Regions from separate parts of the Mus musculus genome. Here all the other regions are linked to region 1. Evidence: chromatin contacts called from public promoter capture Hi-C data. All regions are on one chromosome and are shown on one strand. Each heading gives the region's core, a stretch centred on a gene start, on an enhancer-like site or on the middle of the called end of the contact. The rest is flanking DNA. Distances are from core to core; before and after follow the strand shown. Region 1 holds the start of Mab21l3 (mab-21-like 3). Region 2 holds the start of Csde1 (cold shock domain containing E1, RNA binding). Region 3 holds the start of Man1a2 (mannosidase, alpha, class 1A, member 2). Region 4 holds the start of Sike1 (suppressor of IKBKE 1). Region 5 holds the start of Nr1h5 (nuclear receptor subfamily 1, group H, member 5). Region 6 holds the start of Vtcn1 (V-set domain containing T cell activation inhibitor 1).

Region 1 (3,158 bases), core at 295-2,794:
CTGTTTTTGAGGCAAGGATTCATGTAGACCAAAATACTCTCAGTTTCTGATCCCCATGTCTGTCACCGTGCCTGTGCCTGGCTACTCATATCCCAGTAATCCCACTCAGATTCTCATTTTACAGAAAGAAGTCTGAAGTCTGAGGCTCAGATAATTAACTGGCCATATGGACCTCCTCAGGGTGCTGAGGGTAGCCACCCTGAGTTCCTGAGAACGAGGCATCTATGGCCTCCAGAAGCAGGGGATTCCTTCTGATCAATGGCCATGGGATGGAGAGTTAGAGGGTGTGCCCAGGAGAGGCCAGCCCTGGCTCACCTTGCTCAGCAGGCAATGGTCTAAGTCTCCCTCTGGAAGAGACTTCATGGCTTCTTGGTCAACCCCCAGTATAGCAGCAACCTTCTGCTTTCTTTCCCGATGGAGGACAAATCTGGTGGGTAGCTTTCCCAGCAACGTTACTCTCTGGATAAAACTTCTCTGGAATTGTGAACGTGGACCAGAGACTTGACTTCTTCTTGCCTGCTCACTGCAGTTTTCCTTTCCAGCATGGAAGAATTCATCTGCCATCTTTCAGGGAACTGTAGAAAGACTAAAAAGGAGACGTGATGAAAACGAGTTGGAACTTATCCTGTTTTTTTTTTTTTTTTCTTTATCCTGTTGTCCTGGCACCAGGTGCACCTTGGTGCCCAGTACCTTACATCTCCCCGTCCTTACCTTGTTGACAGTAAATATCCCTTGGCCCTCCACTCCTGAAAATTCTGCAATTGATTTACTTCCTTACCATAAACAAATAAGAAATTGCAAACAAGCCGCCTGGTTTTTCATCATGCCCGGCACAAGGCTTGCCAATCAGATGAGGGCCAGGAGTGACATTTAGAAAAGCCTGAGCTCACAGGGACACTTGTGTATAGAGAGGCAAGCTTACATGCTCGCATAGTCACACACAGACACAGGCACACACACACACACCACATGCATTCACAGAGACACTTGTGTATATAGAGGTAAGCTCACACGCTCACACACTAATACAGACACATACATGAACTCACAGAGACACTTGTGTATACAGAGGCAAGCTTGCCCCCCCCCCTCTCTCTCTCTCTCACACACACACACACACACACACACACACACAGAGAGAGAGAGAGAGAGAGAGAGAGAGAGAGAGAGAGAGAGAGATACAAACAGGTAGATACACGCAGAGAAAAGTAGGGCAGAGAGTCCTGCCTCTCACCTGCTGACCTTAGAATGTGATTTCCCACTTGGACGTTGGCATTCAAAATATACTCAGTATAAACAGGCCCCTTAAGAGTCTAGGACACATCTAGTTTTACCAGTAAAACTCATCCTAGAAAACCGACAATAAGTTCCCAGTCTGACTGGTTGGGCCTAGTTTTACTCCAGGAGGGAAAATATCCCAGCAGCCTTATCTCCCTAAAGCTCGTGAGTATCACCGTCTTTGATCCGAAAGACTGACAGACAACAGAGCTGGCAGTCCAGTTCATGTCTGAGCAAGGCTTTCAAACAGGCAGCTCTCCAAGCCAGCCTCCTCAATGCTCAACCGCAGCCAATCCAGCCCTTCCACTCTCTCCCGCGGCCCCAAATTTGCATATCCTCCCAGACAGCTCCAAGGAGAGCCACATCAGACCCCACCCACCTCCCTCCTCCAGGCGCTGGGGCGGCCTTCTCCAGGCTTCATCTGCCAATCCCAGGTCTTATACCAGTCCTGAAAAACTGAGGATCCACAAAGGTCCCCAGAATCCCCCTCCACGCTGACTGCCTTGACTTTCCACCTGCTTTTCCGTGTCCTGGAAATCCCCTTCTCTTTACGGCACATGCTCTGAAATGGTAAGGGAATCTCTGTCCCTTGACTGCTGTTACTATAGTCATCATTCCGAATCTACCACATCAGCTTTTCACTAGTGAAACAAGAAGCTCTACCCCCTAATCTGCCTTTGGGAATTCTCTTTCCATGTTGCTTTCAACTCTGCTGAAGTCTCCCCACCCCCACACTCACTCCCTTCCCCACACACATACTTTTATTTTCACCCTAACTTCTGCTTTTGCTGGAATCACTACTGCATAGTCCCTGTCCTACGGCAGGGTCTTTCCCAATAACAATAAAGTTGCCCCGGGTTTCTGGAATTAAATGCCCACACCTTCACTATTCTTGCTCTAACACCGTCCCGTCTCAGTCACTCAGTACTACAGATTCAAGTGTTGTATCTGGAAACTTCTCTTGCTCCAAGATGGAAAGATACTTGCCAGGTATGGAGAGGGAATTCTGAATAATTGAACTATAGGAGGAACCCAGAGAAGGAAAGGCACTGTGAACTCAGGGCAGCTGCCTGTAGATGTATTCCCAGGAGAGCCACATCTGAAGATTGGTGTGTTGTGTGAACACAGCTTAGAGTAGCATGGCCTGGTTCCTAGTGCACTGGTAAGGTTCCACAGCACAGGGCTATGGCACAGATGAAGGCTCTGGCAGCTCCTATCAGACAGGCTGAGGAAAACAGGCTTTACCGGCAGACACAGATCTCTAGTTAATGGGACAACAGGTCAGCGAATGTCTGTTGGGTAAGGGTGTGCCTGAAGCACTGTGCCAGGCCACCAAGAGGGACCTAGTTAACTCAGGCTTTCCTCCGTCCTCAGGAAATAGAAATCCTCATTTTTTTTATAACATGCCAGTTTGAAAAATGGAAACCAGCTTTAGCCCAATTCAATCTGTAAGGACCAGGCAGGTGAGATGGCTCAGCAGAGATAAGCATCTGCCACCGAGCCGGAGGACCTGGGTTCGATTTCTCCCCACCTCCCAGGACCCATATGGTAGAAGGAAAGAGTGAACTGCCTCGTGTGTGCATCCACACATACATAGAAATAATAGATAGATAAATGTAATAGATTTGGAGGACCAATAACATGTTTAATGTCTGCTTTCCAAAGTATTCACAACATTTTATTTATAGTCTTGTGTGTGCACACAGAGGTCAGAGGACAAGCTTGGATGTCAGTCCTCAAGTACTTTCTTTTTTTTTTTTTTTTTTTTTTTTTAAAGATTTATTTATTTATTATATGTAAGTACACTGTAGCTGTCTTCAGATACTCCAGAAGAGGGAGTCAGATCTTGTTACGGATGGTTGTGAGCCACCATGTGGTTG
Region 2 (3,158 bases), core at 387-2,886, 1.2 Mb after region 1:
GCAGAAATGCATTCAGTCCAATTTCAAAAGTCCCCATACTTGGCCAGGAGTGATGGTATACGAAAGTAAGTGGATTTCTGTGAATTGAAGGTCAGCCTTGTCTACAAAGTGAGTTCCAGGACAGCCAGGGCTGTTACACAGAGAAACTCTGTCTGGAAAAATAAAAGTCCCCCTAGTATTTAACTGTCTCAACTTAGTTCAAAGTCTTTTCTGAGATTTGTGCAATCTCTTAACTGTAATCTGCAAAGCAAGACTGAGAACCAGTTTGCAAACTCCAAACTTCATCTCCATGTCTGACGTCAAAGGGCTCTTCAGATCTTAACTCCTTTCAGCTTTGCAGGTATCTCATGGCTCTGGCTTTTCCAATACTGGGGTCTCCAATACACACACACACACACACACACACACACACAGAGTGGGGGGACAATATTCATATTTGTTGCTTATTTTATTTTATTACATGTAATTTGTTCCCCTGAAAGCCCTACCTATGTCTACAGAGGTCTGCAGTTTCTCTGAATAACCAACTGAAAGTATGGGTAAGAAGTACACTTGGCAGGTTGTGGTGGCACGCCCCTTTAATGCCAGGCCAGGAGAAGGGGGGGGGGTATCTCATGAGTTCTAGGCCAGCTAGATCTACACAGCAAGTTCTGGGTGAGTCCCTGTCTCTCCCCCGCAAGGAAAGTACACCAGGATGAGAATGTTCTCCTCTCCCACAGAAGCAGGAAATAGATGGGAGTGTCCTCAGGGAGCTACCCTTTACCCAAAATGGTTAAGAGGACCACTGAAGTTGGGCATGGTTGTCCACACTTTTAATCCCACTAGGCTGAAGCAGGCAGATTTCCCAGAGTTCCAGGGCAGCATGTGCTACATGTGAGACCCTGTCTCAAAAAACAAACAAAAATAAAAAACCAACAAGATAGTAAAAGTAAAGTAATTGTTTTCTAGATTATTGACAGGGCAGCCTAAATAACTTTGCAATGGTTAGATCTAACCATTCCACTCCTCTACTCCAGTCAGGTGAATTATGCTTTTAGCCTGCTTTCAGCCTTTTAAATACTTATTCAGACTGACACACTACAAAAATCTTCTGGTAACTGAAACGGACAGTTAAAGTGGTTTGGGGAATTTTAGATTTTATTGATAATACAGCCTCGCTTATTTTTGTCTGTCGCAAGCAATGTAGTTTCTGGAAGACAAAAGCTTTACAAATTACTTTGTTAAAAACTTTTCTCTAAAGCAATGAAATCCCTTCTAATGTAGGAGACAGGAGAAAGCCTGTCCCGTGACTAAAGAGAAACTGCGATTTGGACTCCTGGATTATGGCTGAGGAAAGTGAAATCTTTTTATTCACGACACTCCCGGATCTGCCCTCAGAACTGTTCCTACTTCATAAGGCCTTCCTACTCAAGCCTCGTCGCTGAAAGCTTTCGGGCTCGCGAACACCGGGTGAACGCCTAAATTCACCCTTCGCCCCGCCCCCAGCGTCGCAGCAGAGTCACTAAACGCAGAGATTGCTTCTGGCACTACCCAGGGGCGAACGTAGAGAAGAAGAGTCACCGGCTTGCGTGTGGCTAAACGCAGGTCAGCGGCTGGCGTCACTCAGCCCTCGCGCGCAAGCGTACTAAGAGCACGCTCCCCCCACCTTCCCGTGCACGCGCTCGGAGCCTGCAACTCTCGCGAGAGAAGCGAGATTTATTCCTACGTACCGGGCCGTGCTGCTTATGGCGGCGCTGGAGAGGGGGCGCTGAGCTGTTGGGGTGAGTACGACCTCAGTGTTAAAGTGGGGGTAGCAACGAGCCAGGTTAAAGACAGCTGAGGAGACTCAGGTTAACGGGAGGGACCTCTGAGTGTCAGAGTGGGCACTCCTAGAATTCCGGATGGAGGAGAGTTCAGTGTGAGTTCCTACTCCAGGCGTCCCTTTTTCACCCTGGCTTCAACCGTCTCGGCCTCAGGGCCGGCCGCGAAGCCTTAGTGAGGAGGTGAGGCCAGGGGGTGCGGGTAGCGGCGGTGTCGGTGTCGGTGTCGGTGACTGAAGTGGGGGGAGGGAGCGAAAATGGAAACTCCGACCGCAGCCAAGATGGAGGCAGAGGGTGCGGGGCTCGGGCGCGAAGGCTGCCGGGAGCTGTAGTCCGTCCTCTTCCCCCTCTGCGGCTTGGCGGGGGAAAGGGAACTACAAGTCCCGGCGGGAGGGGTGAGGGGGTGGTGGCGCGGTCCTTTGTGTGCAGCTGGAAGAGGCCGGGGAGAAGGGCCTGTTCTTTTTTTCGGGACCTTGTCTGTCTTGGCCGTCACTGGCTTTGGGGATACTACTACGACTACCAGAGCGCAGTGCGGCAGTGGCGCCTTCTTTGTGTGTGGGTTGAGACCCTGTTCCATCTAGGGAAAGTGCTGCGGGACACCTCTGTTCCCTCAGCCACATCTGACCCTAGCGCGGCGGAATTGACACCTTTACTCACATTCTCTTGTGGCTGGGTCTCCACACCTAACTGTCCTTTGGCATTTGAAAAAGGAGTCGGGCCCCGTTCTAGGCACGTGTCTCCCACCTTTCTGTCTGGGGTAAATGGCATGCGTTAGGAGAGTTCCGTGATGCCCTCCCTCCGTGGTGCAAGCGCTGGCCTACATTGTGCAATGAATGGCTTGGCTTTGTCATGTATCTATCTAGTGTGAGAGCCCCAGTCGGAGAGCAAATTAAATTGGAAGATTTGACCGTCGAACGTTTCAACCATACCCAATCTTAGTGCCCCGGTTCTTTTGCTTTAAAGAGTTAACCTTAGAAACACCTTTGTGGCTGGTCTCCAACCTGACTCACAGGTGAGCAGGGAGTACTCCTTAACACTTTCCACTGCAGAAAACATTCTGAACATTATTAAACCACTTAGTTTCCTTGTTCTGCAACTAAAATGAGCAAAAAGATAGTGCTGTTTAAGCAGTTGAGGAGGACGGGCAGAAAGGAACTAAGGATGTTTAAAGATTGTAGTTGAGTTTGGACATTATGTTAGGCTGATGTGAACTTCTAGTTCACAAAACTGCCAAGTTTGTTTTTCTTTTGTTTATTGGTTATAGCCTTAAACTGTGCAACCTAGGTTAGCCTTGAAATGGCTGGCTGTCTAGACTGCTTGCTTGCTCTAACCTACTTTTTAAAAAAATAAGTTCCAAAT
Region 3 (3,158 bases), core at 449-2,948, 1.2 Mb before region 1:
TTAACTTCACAGACAAAGTGAGAACGCCCTCATTACAATAGTGTATTGTCCCAAATATTTAACTTAGGCTCACATTTGAACCTAGGCTTTTTCAAAATCCTCACACTAGGTTAAAACCACTACCCATTTTCTACAGGGGTTCTACCATTCGGGTGAAGTCTCATACATACTTCTCTTTCACACATTCAAGAATTAGCTTATGAGAGGAGAGAGGTGTTTGGAAAAAGCGAATTGTCTCCAAAGTCTCCTTTTAGGTAAAGATCTAGAAATGACTTAAAGGCTGGAAGCAGAGCTTCCATTTCATTTCATCTTGATTATACCCTGCCAAGGGCTCAATTCAGAATAACTGGCCAAATTATGGTTAGGGATATACACACCCCACCTTTTAACATTTAAAAAAAAAAAAAAAAATCAGAGCACAAGCCAGAGATTGGGACTTGGTGGCTGAGCAAAGTCTAGCAAGCTGTCAAGATTCAGTGACTTCACATGGTGGCAGAAAGGCAGAAACACGTTCTCAATACGCGCATGCTGACTCCCTGTATCTCCGCTCCCTGCTGTCCACAGCAGAAGAGTCTGACTGAACACTTCGTTCTGCCGGGAAAAACCAAGGAACCCTAGGAGTCCTTCCAGTCTATGTATGGTTCTACCCAGGCAGCTCTGAACCAACAACGTTCAACACCCTGATCATTCACAGGGGCAGGAGGGGGAGGGGGGAGAGACAAGAAAGCAGTGAACTGTACCTTGCTCTCCCAAAAGGAAGTACCATAATTTAAGTAACAAACGAACCTGTGTCTGTGTTCGTCGGGTCCATGGATCAGGAAGACGCCGGGGTTTTTAGCTCCTTTGCCGGCATCTACGTGAGGAATTAACACATCTTCTAAGCCCAGATCAAAGCGTTTGTGTTTTGAAGAGTCTGGAAGGAAGAAGAATGCCCCAAAACACAGGGTGATGAAGGCACTAAGGATGAGGAGAAGGATAAACTTCTCGGAGAGTCTCAAGGTAGCCCTGTGATGTGGGAAGGAGGGCGGCCCCAGGTTCAAAGGTGGTATCCTACGACCAGAGAGGGGCAGCAGCGCTGGGGTAGTCATCGTTTAGGCTCTTGGACGGAATACTTTATAAAGTTCTCATCTTATATCAAACGTACAACACATCGAACCGTTTCTCAAAACCTCGGCCAAAAAAAAAAAAAGAATAAACTCAATTTCCCTCCTCTCAAAGGATTGTTGTGCTTTTTTATTATTATTATTATTTACGAGGCCACCTCTTTCACGCTCTCCGATTACATCCAGAAGCCCGGGTGACCTCCCAAGCGATCGTTGGTTTCTGTCCCGTCAGATCTTCTCGCCATTTGGCTCTCGGTGCCTCACCGGATGATCGCGAGTCTCCTCTTCATTCCCGAGAGTGGATCGGGCGAGCCACACCGCAGAGAAGCTGCAAGGTGGGTTCTGCCATGCCCGCGCCCCGGCGCGATGCTCAGAGGCGGCTGCCCGCCCCGGGAGGCGCCCGGCGAAGACGACGAGTTGCAGTAGGTCGGTTCCACTCGGTCCCCTCCGGAGCCTCCTCCGCTCCACCGCTCCGCAGCCTCCGCGGCTTCCAAGCAGCGGCGCCGGGCGTAGCAGCGACGACCCTCAGCCGAGGCCGCGAGGGCGACGGCGTCCCGAACACTACAGCGCCCGCGCCGCCGCGCGCTCTGTCAGGAGCGGAACTTCCTCCTCAGCCGAGCGGCCGCCCCCACCCGGCTCCTCCTCCTTCTTCTCTTCCTCCTCCTCCTCCTCCTCCTCCTCCTCCTCAGCTAGCCCCGCCGCCCGCTTCTCGGCCGAGCCCAGCCGCGGCGGCCGAGCCCCTGCGCCTCGGTGGCGGCGTGCGAGGTAGCCGGGCCGCGGCCCTCAGACCGACAGCCCGGGGCCGGCGCCGGCTCATTCCTCGCACCGCCTGGGAGAGGCGGGCGGGAGGGAGGGCGGCCGGTCGCGCGCGAGCGAGCAGCCGCGCCTCCCGCGGCCGCAGGGCGGCTCCGGCAGGGCCCGGCCTCGGGTGGCTCGCACGCTCGCGCTGACTGCGGCGCGGGTCCGCGGCCCTGGGCTGGTCCCTGGCCTGTGGAGGCCGGAGGAGAACAGAGCGGCTGCGCGGCCGACACCGGTTGGGCCGAGCGGCTCGGCCGTGGGGGGCGCGGGCCCGGCTAGCCGCCCCGACTCGCGAGTGGGCGTCCCCGGGCGGCGGAGTGTGAGGTGCGCGCGCACGCTCCCGGCCGCCGCGCCCCTCCCCCGCCCGCCGGGCCGCTCGGGCCTGGCCGCTGCCGAGAGCCCGGAGCCCCCGGAAGCCCCGGCGGCCGGACGAGGAGGACCAGGCGCTTGGATCGCGAAAGTGGCGCTGGAATGTGGGGTTCCTGGGACTGACGGGTTACGGGGGCCAAGGCTGATGCCTCCCTCAGTTATCAGTGACTCGGGGCCGGGGTTCAACATCAAGGTCTCAAACTTCCACGCGTTCTTGGGCACGCGAGGCTGGTTGAAGAAGGAGGTGGCACCGGCCACGTGCCGGATTCGTGTTAAAATGGCAGCCCTGCGCTTTCTACTGGGTTCCTTTCTGAGGAATCGGACGACCTAGGTCAGACAGGAGATTCCTGGTGGTTCAGTCCCAAGACTATATATACACTCTATAGTCATCTTCACCACCACCACTACCATTCCCCCCGCAAAGATAACAAAGATGAATGAATGAGCAGGTGTTAAAACCCAAAAGGACAATATTGTTGAAGTTGAGGCTTGAAACAATCTGAGTCAATTCTGTTATCTGTAATATTGAGAAGAACCAGGTTGTGATAAAGTATAATATAGGCTTCTTAGCAATGCATATGTATTCTTGCATCTAGTTTGCATTTAGCTTTTTTTTTTTTTCTTAAATTTACCTTCTGTTCCTTGCACACATCCTAACTGGTAGCTGGCAATTGGAGAGGAGGCCCATAAATGGCAGGGGTGGGAAGTCAGCCTTAGAAATCAAGGAAAACTTCATGTCCCTTGGCAGGATTCAGAACTACATTCCACTAGGCATTTCTAGAAGCTCTGCAAACCCTACCTTCCTACCACAGGACAAAAGAAGTCATTGGTTTACAAAATAAAGCCAGCACAAGATGTAAACGTGTTCCCAAGGGCCACCGCTGGATC
Region 4 (3,158 bases), core at 187-2,686, 1.2 Mb after region 1:
TCTCTCTATCTCTCTGTGTTTCTCTGCACACTTGCACATGCACCAAGTCCTTGAGACAAGACCAAGGGCCCAACAGCTACAATCCAATATATAAATGTAAGGAATTAAGAGTTAAAGAATACCAGGGAGACAAGGGGGGGAAACTAAGTGAAATGTTAGAAACAAATAAACTAGCCTGTTCACAGTTGGGTATTCTCATGCACGGTGGCTGGGAGCATCAGGAGAGGCCCCTCCCTTCTCACCTGAGACTTATACTGCTGGCAACCGAAAACTTGTCCCCACTTCAGCCCTTCCTAATGTCCTAACCTATGCCCACATGCCTTAGGTAAGTTTATTTGGGCTACCAGTACAACCTTCAAGTGTCCCCCAATTTCTCCAGAACTGAGGGGATCTTTACCCCTTAATGTCCAGCTCACATAATCTGAGCCCTCATCCTGTGTGACTTCAAGGGGGTTGTGTACTCCTCAAGTATTTCTAAGAGTCCTGGGAAACGCTCCTCACAAAACGTTTGCAAATATATCCTGGTCTTTGTTGTAAACTTATTCGAGGCTATTATTCTGTTTTCCCAAAGTTGTTTTCCTTCCGAATGAAAATTATTTCATCTTCCCAGAGGCAACCTCTTAACACAGTTTTGTAAGTGTAAAATTTTTACAATAGGCATTTCCCCAAATCACAAAAGTACACCAAACATCACGTGTTTCTAAACTTTACATCTGAACTCAAGATAAAAGAGACTGTAGGACAGGGAAAATGATTCTTTAAAACACAGCATTACTACTATTCTACTGTCCTAGACTCTTTTGGACAAAAATATTTTAGGAAAGAATTCCCTGTCAGCCACCGTACTCGTTAAACACAGTCAGCCATAGTGCTGTAGAATAGCAGAATAGCTCCCAAATCAAAAGGCTTCCAACATTGCACTAAGGAAAGATTTTCCTTTGTGTATGTGCACACGCGTGTGCATCTAACTGATTGCATACACAAGTGCAGTTGTGGAAGTCAAAGGACAACCTCAGATGTCATTCCCAGACACTGCTCACCGTTTAAAGGAAGAAGGGAGGGAAGGAAAAAAGGAAAAGGGGGAGGTGAGGAGAAAGAAGAGAAGAAATGGAAGGAGGGAGGGAGGAAAGGAGAGGTTCCGGTGTATTTTACCACTTATTGGGGGTGAGTATCTGTTTCATCAGTTTGTTACAATCCCATTACTAAATAACAAACTACATCAATCAAAACCAGAAGAAAAGTTGAACTAAGACCGGAACAGAAATAACTTCGTGAAAAACCAGGATGTGGCACCAATCCGACCTCTGCTGCTCCACCCTAGAAAGGCTAAGGCTGTGGCGAAGCCTGAGGGTAACCAAGAGTCCACCTCTGCGCAGGCGCCGACCGAGATGCCACCACGCCTTTAAAGTGCACCCGGAAGTGACGCGATTCGCGCTGAGCCAGGGCCGGGTAAGGTCTGAGCGAAGCGCCTAGGCTAGCGGGCCCGGCGCGCCTCCTCGGCCACTATGAGCTGCACGATCGAGAAGATCTTGACGGACGCCAAGACGCTGCTGGAGCGGCTGCGCGAGCACGATGCGGCGGCCGAGTCGCTGGTGGACCAGTCGGCTGCGCTGCACCGGCGGGTGGCGGCGATGCGGGAGGCGGGCGCCGTGTTACCCGAGCAGGTCGGCCGGGGGCCGAGCCGCGCCCAGGGGTGGACGCTGCGGGCGGGTGGGTGGGGTCGCGCGGCCTGATTTATCTTGGTCTGGAGGGCAGGGCGGATGTGTGAGCTTCCTGTGTCGTGGGTGGGACTGCTGCCTCCTCCGCAGCACCTGCCCATGTTTACAGTGCCTTAGTCTGTCTTTCTGTCCAGTATCAAGAGGATGCATCCGACGTGAAGGACATGTCTAAATATAAACCTCACATTCTGCTGTCTCAAGAGAATACCCAGATTAGAGACTTACAGCAGGAAAACAGAGGTTAGTCAGGCGTGTGTGTGTGTGTGTGTGTGTGTGTGTCTAGGATTTTTTTTTTCTGGTAATACTACTTTGGACATTCTTACACAAGTGCCTGAACAGTTCACAAGCGTGCACATCGCATACATATATTTAGATCAGTGCTTCAAGGGTCAACTGGTAACAGTAAAATCTGTTAGATTGCTCTTTTAAAAGTCTTCCTGGTTGATGACCTTGAAAGATGTATTCAGTAGTTTAGCAGAGTTGAATTGTTAGATGGCTGGGGAGTGACCACATACCAAATGGAGGCTTCTATAACTAAAGTTCATAGTCTCCAAATGTAACATTTCGATATTAGAGTGAACACTAAAGTTAAGATCGACGTTTCTTTAATGTTCCTGTGCAAGATGGAAGGCTAGAACTTCGTCCCCCAAATACATAGTCTTAGGGTTGTTGATGACAGCAGGATGGTAGTTGTCTGATGGAGCCCTTTTACATCTGCCATTCCACTCTATGCCCCTGACCAAGTATTTACACAATGCAGCTAAGAAACAGGTTCACAGACACCAGTTGGAACCAGCCAGAAGGCCTGAACTGCCAAGCTGGAGGATCTGAGGCCATTCCAAGGGCCTACGTGGTTTAAGGAGAGAACTGACTCCTGGGGGTTCTTCTCTGACCCGACATGTGCCGTGGTTCACACAAATCAACAAAATGTAGTTTTTTTTTTTTAATTTTAATGAGCTCATTTTTGCTTCTGAGAAGTCAATTAGAAAACTGAATTCAAATCCGTGCCTCGTGATTACACGTCCCATTTTATTTGCACAAGACTCTACTGCCTAGAGAGTTGGTTTTCAGGTACACTGTTCACGTCTGTGGGCTTGAATACTGATTTCCAACTTTGGATTCCCAGTGTCCCGTGGAGTGTCTGAGAGCTCCAGCTGTTAGGAGGTTTGCCTTGAGACCAGTCTTAGACGTCATTGTCCAGATGTTTGCTTTTGTTGTTAGAACTGTGGGTTTCCTTGGAGGAGCACCAGGATGCGTTGGAACTGATCATGAGCAAGTACCGGAAACAGATGTTACAGTTAATGGTCGCTAAGAAAGCCGTGGATGCCGAACCAGTTCTGAAAGCTCACCAGTCTCACTCTGCAGTAAGAAACACTGATAAATAAATTGTAAATAAACTGAACTGAAATCGTGGGGTCGTTCCTTTGTTTGCAGAAAACA
Region 5 (3,158 bases), core at 327-2,826, 1.1 Mb after region 1:
GTGACATAGTGGAGGTTCACACTGTTGAGATCTACTCTTATAGCGTGTATCACCTGAATTCTGAATAAATGGAGTCGATTGCTTCAGAAGAAAAATGTTTTCATTTCCATAGTACCTCTTAAAAAAAACCATATCATTACAAAAAATGGCTTACATGGCAAAGTTATTCTCTGATGCAAAAATTGTAAAAAAAAAAAAATAAAATAAAATAAAAATAAAAAAATAAGACTTTTCATGCTGATGCACCTTTGAGCCAAGGTTCCCAGTCAAAATTTACCCTAGTCAGAGAAAATCAGGAGAATGTCTTTGAACAACAGAAAATAAGGTTTATTAACTCCTCTATGAGAGTTTACTTTAGAATATAGAAGACTCTTGCCAACGTGGACTATTAACCTATAGTTTTGATAGTAATTTATTGACATATAAATTTTTAAGATTTATTTATTATATATATAAGTACACTGTCGCTGACTTCAGACACACCAGAAAAGGGTGTCAGATCTCATTATGGGTGGTTGTGAGCTACCATGTGGTTTCTGGGATTTGAACTCAGGACCTTTGGAAGAGGAGTCAGTGCTCTTAACCGCTGAGCAATCTCGCTAGCCCTTATTGACATATAATTAACTCATGAAACTCAACCTTAACTATAGAATTCAAAATATTCACTTCTAATACAACTGTCATCACCACACAACTCCAGAGCCCCTGATGCCTTCAGCCCTCAAATCCAGCAGGGGTCACACCTCACCTCCTTTCCCAAACACCTGTCATCGTGTCTCCTCCCTTTTCAACAGATTCATCTAGTCTAGATATTTCATGCAAAAAGGGCCATAAGGTTGTGCATGTAGTTTTGAAAAATAAAGGGATTTGATTCGTTTTCTCTCAAATAAATTTTATGGATGAATAATGATAGCAAAAGAGGAAACATGCTAATATTAAAAATACTGAAACTATAAAATTAATACATTCTATATTTCAGGAACACAATTTGTATGTATTTCTCTAGTCTAGTCTTTATATCATCATAACAGTTTCAACAGACGTGTCAGATACAGCATAAGTTTCATGGTGTGTTGGATCTACTTATACTCTTGCCTCTCAGGACAAAGCACATTATCAGTGAGCTCATGATTTAAAAACAGGTTTCACTCAGCAAGTGAGACAGTGAGCATCATCCCTGGATGGATCACATTAACAGGTCAATTGTCAACTGAGTTCAACTAACACTCCAAAATCCCTCTGAGCTTCTATCGGCAAGAATGAAATTACTTTATAATCTTCTGCAGTCCACACAATTTCTTATTTTTAAGGAAAGTGGTTTTCAGGGTTTACCTCTAAATAACAATCAGCTCACTCATTTTTGCAAAATAAGAACTTGTGGTGGTAGAGGTTAAAGCCCTCAAAAATGTCTTTTTAACAACACTGTACAGTTTAGTATACACCCAAAGCAACAATGAAATTAACACTCGTATTTAATTCAGACAGCAGAAGATTTTTAAATTGTCTTATTTTAGAGAAAACAAATACTCACAATTGGGTAGTGTTCCTGCAGTCTGCCCTCCTCCTCATGGAATGAGAAGAGAAATGTAGCAAGTCCGTTGACTTCCCAGCTGGGCAGAGCAGGCACTTCCCTGCTTATCAGAGGCTGGACAGGGGACGTTGCATCCACTTAGGCTCCAGACACTCTGCAGAGCAGTGCCTCAGCTCTATCTCACAGACAAACTTCCCACACAGTCCTCTCTTGGGTTAAAACAGGGCAATTACAGGCTGACATAAATCAAAATATAACCGGTCCATCAGGGACTGAGGCCTTTGGGACCTGCAGGTCCCACTCTCCAGAGCTTCTTACTGTTTACTTAACAAATGCTTTGTGTTCTGAATTTTATATTCTTCCACTTTAGCTATAAAACATTGGGTCTCTGCAAACCAGTAAGTAATGTATGCAGAAGTAGGGAGAGCTGTACAGAAAGAACAGGGGTCCACATTGATTGAAAAACCCATTAACATAGGTGCTGGGACAGTTCAATTTGTTTGTACTGTATCTTCTTTTTTCCTACAGAAAAAGAAGTTGCCTCACCAATTAAATGTATGGATAATGGTTTATAAATTAGTACACTGATCAGTGTATATATTACCCTGTGTTTCCTTCCTCTTCCATAAAAAAAAAATGTAATATAAATAAATAAACACCAGACTCTAGTGCTTGCTTAGGCTCTCATAGCTAATTAGTAAGAGATGAGATTCCATGAAAGTCCAAGCAAATAGCTTTACTATTGTTTTGTAAGATGCCACTTATATAAACCAAGTGTGTTGGACACTAATCTCATGACTCATCCCCATATGGTTGTGGTGACCCCCAACCATAACATAATTTCTGTTGCTACTTTATAACTGTAATTTTGCTACTGTTATGAACCATAACATAAATATCCCTGTTTTCTGATGGTCTTAGGCAACTAAGAAAGGGTCATTGGACCCCTGAAGGATGTCGAATCGCTGAGAATCAGGTTGAGAATTGCTGCTTTAAGGCACTGTTGGGAGGCATGGTTACACAGTTTCACTGTTAAACTCTGATTTTGTTGGTCACATCTTCTCTGACGGAAGGCCTCATCTGCTTTGTCTGAGTTTGCAGTTGTTACACTCATGATGAATTCTAGTTCCTTGTTTCCACAAGGAAGAATTCCTGATGAAATCTCCAAGTCATGGCACATTAAACTGTGTTGCTTTCATCTTTGTTTTTGTTTTAAATTGAGTCCAAGCGTCATACAGCCCAGGCTGACCACAAACTTGCAATATTACTCAGGACAACCTTGACCTCTGATCCCTCTGCTTCCATCTCCCAATCTCTGGAATTATAGGCTTGCAACACTGTTCCCTGCTGGACCAACTTGTTTGTTTTTCTGTTTTGTCTTTTTTGTGTTTATTTTTGTTTGTTTGTTTGTTTGTTTTCTGAGACAGGGTTTCACCATTTAGCCCTGGCTGTCCTGGAACTTACTCTGTAGACCAGGCTGACTTTGAACTCCCAGAGATCTGACCACCTGTCTCAAGAGCAATGGGATTAAAGGTGTGTGCCGCCACCACCAGGCCCAATTTCTTAATAGGAGGTCCTATGTCACAAAATGTTTAGCCTATGCACCAAATAATAAAGTCACAGCACT
Region 6 (3,158 bases), core at 214-2,713, 1.0 Mb before region 1:
CTTTGCTTATTTCAGGGAGAGGACAAGCACAGGGGGCCTCTTCTAAACCTGCTAACTCCCTAAGGGACGCTTCAGAGCACTGGTTCTCAACCTGCCATCATAACCCCTAGGAGGGGCCATGTATCAGACAGCCTGCATATCAGGTATTTACATCGGGATTCATAACAGTAGCAAAATTACAGTTATGAAGTAGCAATGAAAATAATTGTGTGGTTGGGGTCAGCACAATACAAGGAACAGTATTAAAAGGTCATAGCATTAGGAAGGCTGAGAACCCCTGCTTTAGAGAAAGGCAAAGTGTTCTTGAGACCACCCAGGAAATCAACCTCCCTGTGCTTGACTGCCAAGCTCAGTCCTCTCTTCTGAAGTTTTCTCCTCTTGCCACTCAGTCTTCTCTCCTTCTCAGCTCCACTCTCTGCTGGTTCCCAAAGTCCCTGACCCATTCTGGGTTGGCCATAGAAGGCCTGGGAAAGTTACCTAATCATCAAAGGCATTCATTCCCCTTCCAAGGGTAGAAGAGGTACGCAGGAAGCAAGCTTTATTCTTTTCAAAGCATCCTAGGTTGTGATCCCAGTGCTCAGGGGCTGAGGCAGGAGGATTGATAGAAGTATGAGGTAGCCTGGGCTACAATTGTGAAACTAGTAAGTTTCAAGCCAGCCAGCCAGGGCTACAGTGTGAGACCCATTTCAAAGACAGGAGGGAGGGAGGGAGGGAGGGAGGGAGGGAGGGAGGGAGGGAGGGAGGGAGAGAGAGAGAGAGAGAGAGAGAGAGAGAGAGAGAGAGAGCTGCCTTGCCATGAAATTCAGAATGCTATCCACTCACCTTGAATAATTTTCTGTGCAATATATTCTCAACATCTCTGGAACCTCAAAGCAGCATTAAGAAATGGGAGTAGGGACAGGTCCCCTCACCCTCTCCCTGAAAGGAAATCAGATCTCCTCACTTAGCTTTGTCAGAGTTCTTCAACACCAGGGCACACCAGGGTTCTTGTAGCTTCAGCTCATGGCCTCTCTGTGAGTACACCAGCAGAAATTGAACGTAGAGAATGATTCTAGGGGAGGCATGGGGGGGGGGGGCACAACCTAGTCTGCTGTCTCAGGTCAGCACCAGCAGGGATCAGATGCATGAGAGAGAAACTCTATCACGGGTGACCCAGCCAAGGTCTGAGGTCAACACCAGCAGGGATCAGCATTTCTACCAACCCTGCAGCTTCCTGGAATTCCTCAGACAGTGAGTTTAGATCCTCCTTGTGGCCTTGTGCAATTGAAAGATAGCGACCTGTATGAATTCAAGCCCCGAGGTAGAGACTGGGAAACTTCTCCTCACCCTTTCACAGGTCAGGGCCTAGAAAGGCATCCCTGGGCCTTGGCTTCACGGAGCTATTTCCTCATACCTGAGCCGTCCACAGCTACATGCACCCCTCCCAGCCTGCACTATTTAAAGACAGCACAAAGGAACCCGATGTGAGTCACAACACCCAGGAGGGCAGCAGCAGGCAGGCAGCTCCACTCACCAAAATCTGGCCCCACACACAGCAGGACTGTGGGAAGGAACTCCCTCTCCATGGCTTCCTTGGGGCAGATCATCTTTTGGAGGTAATCCTCTCTCTCTCTCTCTCTCTCTCTCTCTCTCTCTCTCTCTCTCTCTCTCCCTAAATTGAGAACAGGGGTGGGGTCTTTGGGAGGTGCTAAGAACCTGTGGGCTGTGCTACAGGGTCACACTTGCACTTTATCCGGTCCAGCACTGGGAGAGGAAGAGGTTAATAAGCAACTTTAGCAGCCCTGAGCAACTGCCCAGACTCAGGGAAGGTTCTGGTAGGTGATTTCTTTCTTATGAAAGACTCATCCCTACTAAGGCAGCTGTGGACTGAAAACTGTGTGTTCCACACTGAGGACTCAGCTGAGATGTTCAGGCACAGTAAACCCAGTTCATGGAGCTGCAGAGGTTGGATGGAGAGCAGGGCTGGTGGTGAGCAGGCAGGCAGACAGACAGACGTGTTTCAACACTTTCCTGTGGGCATACTGTCTCTGCAGTCTCACACTAACACCCAGCTCCAGCCCAATCTCGGCTGCAAGGTGGGGGTCCCTCATTTTCCCAGGAGAGCCCAGAAAGGACACCCTGATGGTTATTGCTACATAACCCACTAGACAAATTAAAATAAAATACAATAAAAAGACGCATGCCCACCTGCCGCCTACTGTTCCTCAGCTATACTCCAGGTTCCCCGTTAGGACATCATTTACCTTTCTGATTGAAAAGAGATGGAAAATGAAAGGATTTTGTTGTTGTAGTTGTTGTTGTTGATGGTGATGGTGGTGGTGGTGGTGGTGGCGGCCTGGCCCATCCTCCAATCTCCTTCTCCCCCACTAGGAAATAGATGATGATTTCAGTGTCAGTCCTAACTCATTAACAGTTTTTAGGAAGACACACATGCTGGTTCTAGGGGTTGTTTGAAGACCCAGTCTTCCAATTTCATGTGCCTCTTCCAGTTAAGAAAAGAAAAGGAGGGTGAGGTGGCAGAAAGGAGAGTGATTAACAATGAAAAGTCTGTAAAGAACATCACTTCCCACACAGCCTAGAAAATTCCTCCCTTAAAAGAGAACTCCACCTCCCTCACTCATGTTCAGCAAGAGGCGGGGCAGAGGCTCTGCAGGATCAGCAGAGAGGGGCTCTGGACAGCACCCCTCCCTCACTGTGCTGGGCCAACGCCCTGAGGAGCAACAGGTGTCAATCATCTTTGTCCAGAAGCCTCAGCCTGTCTGGATGGCAGTCGGAAGCACCCGTGTCAGGAGCTAGCATTTTGAAAGCACCAGCATACTAGGTACTTTGTTGGCGTCTTGAATCTCATTACCCCTTGTAAAGGCTCTTCATAGCCCTGAAGCTATATACATAAGGGGTGGGGCAGCTTTAAACCCACTCTCTGAGAACCCTCTGAGGAGCTTGCTCCTGTTCCCGCCATGGCTTTCCTCCTCTACCACCCAAGCTTAGGTTCTCCAGGATGGGAAACAAGTGTCTCTGTTGTTCCAAGGTCAGGCACGTGGGCTTTCTAATAATACATTGCAACCAGCCAGACTGGTTTTGCTGGAGGATCAGCCAGAGGTGGGTGTTCAAAATGTGGGTCCCCCCACCCTCTAAGATTTAGTGACCCACTAGGATCA

The links. Promoter capture Hi-C pulls out the DNA fragments that hold promoters and counts their contacts.
Region 2: a contact with region 1 is called in a promoter capture Hi-C map of hippocampal neurons, with 5 times the contacts expected there. The contact joins the promoter of Csde1 here to the promoter of Mab21l3 in region 1.
Region 3: a contact with region 1 is called in a promoter capture Hi-C map of liver, with 4 times the contacts expected there. The contact joins the promoter of Man1a2 here to the promoter of Mab21l3 in region 1. A contact is called at or near these places in 3 of 39 promoter capture datasets (hippocampal neurons and liver).
Region 4: a contact with region 1 is called in a promoter capture Hi-C map of hippocampal neurons, with 4 times the contacts expected there. The contact joins the promoter of Sike1 here to the promoter of Mab21l3 in region 1.
Region 5: a contact with region 1 is called in a promoter capture Hi-C map of liver, with 3 times the contacts expected there. The contact joins the promoter of Nr1h5 here to the promoter of Mab21l3 in region 1. A contact is called at or near these places in 5 of 39 promoter capture datasets (embryonic stem cells, hippocampal neurons, liver and 1 more).
Region 6: a contact with region 1 is called in a promoter capture Hi-C map of pre-B cells, with 5 times the contacts expected there. The contact joins the promoter of Vtcn1 here to the promoter of Mab21l3 in region 1. A contact is called at or near these places in 3 of 39 promoter capture datasets (hippocampal neurons, liver and pre-B cells).

Annotation. Positions count from the first base shown.
Region 1 is chr3:101,834,679-101,837,836 of GRCm38.p6, forward strand. Mab21l3 (mab-21-like 3) reads right to left here and starts at 1,545. Exons shown (of 7, transcript NM_172295.4): 1 at 1,243-1,545; 2 at 316-586. The coding sequence starts at 564. Gm33381 (a long non-coding RNA gene) reads left to right here. Exons shown (of 3, transcript XR_003954538.1): 3 at 125-741.
Region 2 is chr3:103,018,910-103,022,067 of GRCm38.p6, forward strand. Csde1 (cold shock domain containing E1, RNA binding) reads left to right here and starts at 1,637. Exons shown (of 19, transcript NM_001161854.2): 1 at 1,637-1,760.
Region 3 is chr3:100,683,775-100,686,932 of GRCm38.p6, forward strand. Man1a2 (mannosidase, alpha, class 1A, member 2) reads right to left here and starts at 1,699. Exons shown (of 13, transcript NM_010763.2): 1 at 787-1,699. The coding sequence starts at 1,088.
Region 4 is chr3:102,994,304-102,997,461 of GRCm38.p6, forward strand. It overlaps Sike1 (suppressor of IKBKE 1), which reads left to right and starts at 1,437. Exons shown (of 5, transcript NM_025679.3): 1 at 1,437-1,664; 2 at 1,853-1,958; 3 at 2,940-3,082. The coding sequence starts at 1,506.
Region 5 is chr3:102,962,557-102,965,714 of GRCm38.p6, forward strand. It overlaps Nr1h5 (nuclear receptor subfamily 1, group H, member 5), which reads right to left and starts at 1,577. Exons shown (of 11, transcript NM_198658.2): 1 at 1,532-1,577.
Region 6 is chr3:100,823,996-100,827,153 of GRCm38.p6, forward strand. Vtcn1 (V-set domain containing T cell activation inhibitor 1) reads left to right here and starts at 1,464. Exons shown (of 6, transcript NM_178594.3): 1 at 1,464-1,595. The coding sequence starts at 1,564. It overlaps Gm32720 (a long non-coding RNA gene), which reads right to left and starts at 2,573. Exons shown (of 3, transcript XR_375902.2): 1 at 2,244-2,573; 2 at 823-1,011.